Regions from separate parts of the Rattus norvegicus genome. Here region 1 is linked to region 2. The links are chromatin contacts, called in public Hi-C maps. All regions are on one chromosome and are shown on one strand. Each heading gives the region's core, a stretch centred on a gene start, on an enhancer-like site or on the middle of the called end of the contact. The rest is flanking DNA. Distances are from core to core; before and after follow the strand shown.

Region 1 (2,989 bases), core at 449-2,948, 150 kb after region 2:
CCATTGACAGGCCTCGTTCTATCTTGTACCTGCCTACACCTGTGTGATGACATCATCCCACGCTAGTTGGCTGATCCCTTTGGTTTAGGTCTGTGGTAAAGCAGAGGATCTTGGTGGGAAGTCCAAGAAGGAGTCAAGTTACTCTGCTCATGGTGGCTGGGAAGTAAATAGATAAGTGTTCATGCTTGGTTGCTTAGGAAAGGGCTAGAATTCCAATACTTGCTTCAAGGGCTCACCTTTCAGGACCTTACTTCCACCCAGTAGTCCACCGACTGCTAAATTTCCATCACATCCAAACAACATCTGTGGACCATATCTTCAACACACGAGCCTTTTTTTTTTGGTGGGGTGTGGGGGGAGCGGTATTTAACATCCAACCCCAGACTAAAAAGCAAATCATTATATTATCCAGCTATACTCTACTAGATATACAGGAAGAGAATAAATGTCACCATGTAACTAAGATTCCTGCACACACATTTACTGCAGCATTGAACATCCAATGGGGTCAGCCAAGGAGCCTAGCGGTAGAGGAATGAATGGAAAGAATAGATGTGGTATTTATGTACCATGAAGTATTATTCATTCACAAAGAATGTTGTTTGCAGAAAAATATATGGAACTGGAGATCATCATGTTAGGTGAAATGAGCCAGGCTCAGAACAACATGTTTGTTCTTATATGACGATGAGCCTAAGTAAGCGATATGAAAATAGAAGGAAGTTTATTAAGGCAGGGTTTTTTTTTAAAAGTCAATCAATGAACATATTCAAAGTTATTTCATAGAGAAATTTAAAAAGAAATCAGTTTTGGTTTGCTATATCATGACTTTTTCTAGCTTACTCTGAAGAGCAAAGGATTTAAGATGGGATTTTTTTCAAAAGTGACATTGTAACACTATTTGTATTTGGAAAAAACTAGGAAGAGCCCATTGAGCACAAGAGGCTGTGAATGGGGCTGGAGAGTTGGTGGTTAAGAGCGCATGACAAACACCGAGGACTGGAGTTCAGATTCCAACGCTCTCGTTAGAGATGCCCTGCACAAGCCTGAAACACTGTTTACGAGGACAGCTCAAATAGGAGGAGCGCTGTGGTTAGCTAGCTTCCATTAGCCAAGGAAACCCGAACCCCAAGTAAAGTGATGAGTGGAAAAAAACCTTCCTCAATGGAAAAAGCGAGTGGACATCTGACGCCCTCTTCCGGCCTCCGTGAGCACTCGCGCACACACGGATTCATCCACGGCGAAATATAAGTAAAAATAAAAATTAACAAATCTTCAGAAGCCCCGGACCTGTGCGTGTGGAGGGGATTCTCACTATATAGCTCTGGCTGGCTCGGGACTCACTAATGTAAACAAAGCTAGTGTGGAACTTACAGACTTCCTCTGCCTCTCAGGTTCTGGTGTTGAAACTGCACCACCACTCCCCGGCTGAGATGTGTTCTGAAATGTGATAATCCTCCAGGATGAAATCAGGTTTATTTCAGAGGAAAAATCTAGACCTAGACGGGGCAGTTGTTGCAATCTGTACCTACATTTCCATTGCGGTGGCAAGCGTTGCTAGACCTGTAAACTCAGTTCGACCGAGTTGGGTCCGGAATAAGTCACCAACCAGTGACACTGTTACTCCCCTGAGCAATCCAATGAGAAGCACGGATAGTGTAGGGTGGCACCCTTGCCGCCATATTTGAGTTCCGGGTAGCTGAAGGGAGGAGAGTGGTGTTTGAGCTTCCCGGGTACCTGTTCTGCATACTGCGGCTCCGTAGGGATAACGCCTGGATGCATCGGAAGCAGGAAATGGTGAGTGTGCCCTGGACTCTTGGAGTCGTGGGTGGAGGGTTCTGACACTGCCCCGGTTTTGCTGCAATGTGACGACGGCTCCCCGACGTGTGCAGCAATTTGAGGTGAAGTCTGGTAGTGGCGCCCTGAACCCGGGGTGCATTTGAGTTATGTGCCCAGCTAGCAGAGTCTGGTTTCCAGTCCAGTCCTGCGCCTTCCCTGGGAAGCTGCTTCGTTCCCAGTTTCTAGTCCTCCTATGTTGAGTCTGCGCCGCGGACCGGAGCCTCTGCAGACATTGCAGCTCTGGCAAGTTGGTGACGCCGCGTCCAGACTGCGGTGAAGGCACGTGGGCGGTGTGCAGTGTTTTGCAGTGTTTTTGCACTTTTTCATTTCCTTGTTCTCTGCTTAGTTTTACTCTATGGTCACCCTGAAGGGTTGTCTCTTTTTTTTTTCTTTAATCTTTTTTAAAGTACTAGGGATCGAACCTCAGGTCATGCTAGGTGAACGCTTTACCATTAGACCTGCATTTGCATCCCACATCCTGAGTTCGTTTTATGCGAACACAGCTGGATTTGTTAGCTGTGACAGGCAAATTCCCCTAATTTGGAGAAGAAAGAGAAGTTTAAGTTTACTTACAAATTTAATTTGTATGTACTGATCAACCAAGCTGATTAAAAAAGGGTATTTCTGAAGCAGAAAAGGGTATTTTTGGAGAACTTTTCCAAAGGAAAGCCTTGAGAGTGGTGGAAAAAAAAAAAAAAAAAAGCCCAGGGCAGGAAGGGATGGTGTTGTATACAGGATTTCACTGTGTAACTCTGGCTGGTCTGGAATAGTTATGTAGACCAAACTAACCGGGAACTCAGATCCTTCACAGTGCTAGGTGTGTTTCTTCTCAGAAGGGAGGGTATCCTGGGACTTGGAAGCCCAGCAACCACACAGCTCTGAGGTGGGACACTGACCGACGGGAAGGGTATCCTGAAACACAGGAGCCCAGGAACCACACAGCTCTGAGAGGAAGCCTCCTCACAGAGGTGTTGCAGCTCTCAGGGAAAGGGGTGGGGGAGGGTATCCCCAGCTGAACTGAGGAGTTTGGGAACTTATGAGTCTGAGTCTCAGCCCTGCCCCTTCTCTTTCTCTTCTCTTCGCTTCTTTTCTTCTTAGCTTCTTCTTACTAGAGTCACTCCGGGCAGTAAATCTTATAAAGGAGACTTAC
Region 2 (2,718 bases), core at 44-2,543:
GGGTGGGGAACTTGAAGACTAGGGAGTGAGTGCGATCAGGGTCCTTGATGAGAAATTCCCAAACATTGTGTTGGAAAAAATGTCCTTGTTAACATACTCCCGTCAACATGAACAGTTAGTCAGAAGTTGAACCAAGAAAGTTAAAAGGCAAGGTTGGTACATTTAAAGACTTTCCCAGAAGTATCGACTTTAAAGAATTAGGTAGATTGTACTCTCTACATGTTGAGTTTTACGGTGTGAATGGTACTTCTGTCATGGAGTCGGTTGTGCTAGGTCTGGGGGCCAAGTAAGGTCTGGAGCCGTATTACAACATCATAAACCATGGGGCCAGGCTGAACAGTCAGGGTCTACTTTGTTGTGATCGTTGTTATTTTTTAACACAGGTCTCACTATGCATCTCTGGGTGGCCCACTTGTAGATCTAGTTGGTCTTGAACTCACAGAACTCACTCTGCATCTTCCTCACCAGTGCTTGAGACAAAGGCTTGCACCGCCACTAAGAGCCTACATTTTATGTACGCAGACCTTGTTGTTATTTTGAGCTAGTTTTCCCACTTTAAATCCCACCATTTTCTCCATGACTTGAATGTTTGTCATTGCGTGTGTGTGTGTGTGTGTGTGTGTGTGTGTGTGTGTGTGTGTGTGCATTTTTATTCTTGTTTTGGATTTTTGTGACAGGGTTTCTCTGAGTGTTCTAAGGCTCTCAGAGATCTGCCTGCCTCTGCTGAAATTAAAGGCACGTGCCACCTTCTCTTGGCTGTTTGTGTATGTTATGTTATTGGTTGAATATGAGGTTGAGAAAGCCTTGTGCACCTGCCTCGTTCCAAATTCTGAGGTAAGAAAACATCAGTGTAACAAGAAAAAAGTCAGCGAAAGAAAATGTAAGAGTAGTTAGTTTGGTCTCAAGACAGCGAGAGCAGACTTTTATTGGTCAGAGAGATGAAGGCCTCCAAACCTGAACACACCACGCAGTCTGAAAATATGTGTTTGCAGTGAAGAGCAGGGAGTGAAAGGTTCTGGCTTCAAGAGGCCCAGAAACTGCTTTTCTGGATAAACTGTTTTTGCTTTGTTTTGTTTTTGAAACTTCAGGGTAAAAAGTAAATCAGATTGCCTGTTTTTTTTTTTGTTTTGTTTTTTTGTTTGGTTTTTTTGTTGTTGTTGTTGTTGTTGTGAATTCTACGGGTGGACAGTTTTCCTGAAGTCTTGGACAGGCTGGATGTGAGGTGGTGAGATGTGAGGGAATGGGGTTGGGGAGAATGGGGAAGGTGGGCCGGTAGGGCAGATGGGTTTTCCTTTAATGAGGCCCTCCCCACTTATGCCCTCCTATCGGCCTGCTCATGGCAGCCTTTGGAGTTATCTCCATAGCTACTGAGTCTGGAATTCTCTAAACTCTTGTTATGATCCCACTCTGAAGAGGGGAAAAGTAGGCGTTGCCCACGGTGCATTGTTACAAGCCGGCCGAGGCCAGAACAAATCATGCTTAAATGCCCTTTTCCCCTGAAAGCTAGGGCCTAGGGTAACTTGCTAGCTACTTTCCTCTAGAAAAACTTGTGCTTCCTGTCTATAGAGCTCCAGGCAAAGGGCTTGCTGGCCTATCAGAATATTGTTTGAGCGCAGGAGCTGGCCAATGAGGAGTGTGCTTCTTAGGTGCAGGAAGCCGCCAGACCTGGGTCTGTTAGTTTACTTGCCCTCCACTTTCTACCCCCACATACACACTAGGCATGTTTGTGTTCTTACGAAGTAGATCTTAGATCACAGGCCTAGATGTCAAAGTCATTTTCACTGACAGCAGGAGCCGCAGAAGGCTACAGGAAACTCCGTGGCTGGAAATGGTACGTTCGGCCGGCTTCTTGAATGTTGGGAGGAGGAGGAGTATGTTGTAGACAGAGACCGCAGTAAGGACCGGGCTTTTCTAGGCAGCTGAGTCTGTTTCTCATCTGGCTCCGCTGGATCCTACCGCCCAGGTCCGGCTGGCTGGAGCTGGACCAGCAGAAAGCCACGGTCCCTCGTTGAGCGCTCAGTGCTGTGGCATCTCCTGTCTCGTCTCCTGGGTGCTCACTGCCCGCGTCTCTGTAGCCTGGGCGGTATTGGCTGAGGGTCATGGGGAATTTTGGAATTCAGATTGGAGCTCATGAACAGGGTATGTGGAGTGAGGTGAGGGTTAAGACACTGATCCTATAATTGCCGTCCCCCCCCCCCCCCCATTTCAACAAACCTCATGCAGTGTCTCAGGGCGCAGCTACCCTAAGCACCTGTGGTCCTCAGTCGGGGGTAGGGGTGGGAATGGGGCAGAGGCAGAAGCAACCGGATCTCAATGGAACAGCCAGGGGCCTCAAACTTTCCAGAATAAAGATTGAATGCCCGCGGTGGGGGCGTGGCCGGGGGGTACGACGTCTGAGGGTCGTATATATAAACAGTGATAACCACTCGGGAAGTTACAGCTGTCTTTTTTTAAAAGATGTATTTATTATAACGAAGTACACTGTAGCTATCTTGAGACACACCAGAAGAGGGCATCAGATCCCATTAGCGATGGTTGTGAGCCACCATGTGGTTGCTGGGAATTGAACTCAGGACCTCTGGAAAAGCAGACGGTTCTCTTAAAACACTAAGCCATCTCTCCAGCCTCCTACAGCTATATTTTGTAGTTTGACTAGGAGCGAGATTGGGAGTGGGAGGGGCGGGTTTTGTTTTTGTTTTTGTTTTGATACCCGGATTT

The links. A called contact is a pair of places that touch in the nucleus more often than the background predicts.
Region 1: a contact with region 2 is called in a Hi-C map of Schwann cells, with 5 times the contacts expected there. The contact joins the promoter of Zfp472 here to the promoter of LOC100912582 in region 2. A contact is called at or near these places in 5 of 12 Hi-C or Micro-C datasets (Schwann cells, frontal cortex, hepatocytes and 2 more).

The regions. Positions count from the first base shown.
Region 1 is chr7:12,723,429-12,726,417 of GRCr8, forward strand. Zfp472 (zinc finger protein 472) reads left to right here and starts at 1,699. Exons shown (of 4, transcript NM_182823.2): 1 at 1,699-1,797. The coding sequence starts at 1,777. The region is part of intron 1 of Ftl1l5 (ferritin light chain 1 like 5); the gene reads left to right. It overlaps LOC102548621 (a long non-coding RNA gene), which reads right to left and starts at 1,591. Exons shown (of 4, transcript XR_355279.5): 1 at 1,375-1,591.
Region 2 is chr7:12,578,522-12,581,239 of GRCr8, forward strand. LOC100912582 (zinc finger protein 14-like) reads left to right here and starts at 1,294. Exons shown (of 10, transcript XM_063264384.1): 1 at 1,294-1,831. The coding sequence starts at 1,829. The region is part of intron 1 of Ftl1l5 (ferritin light chain 1 like 5); the gene reads left to right.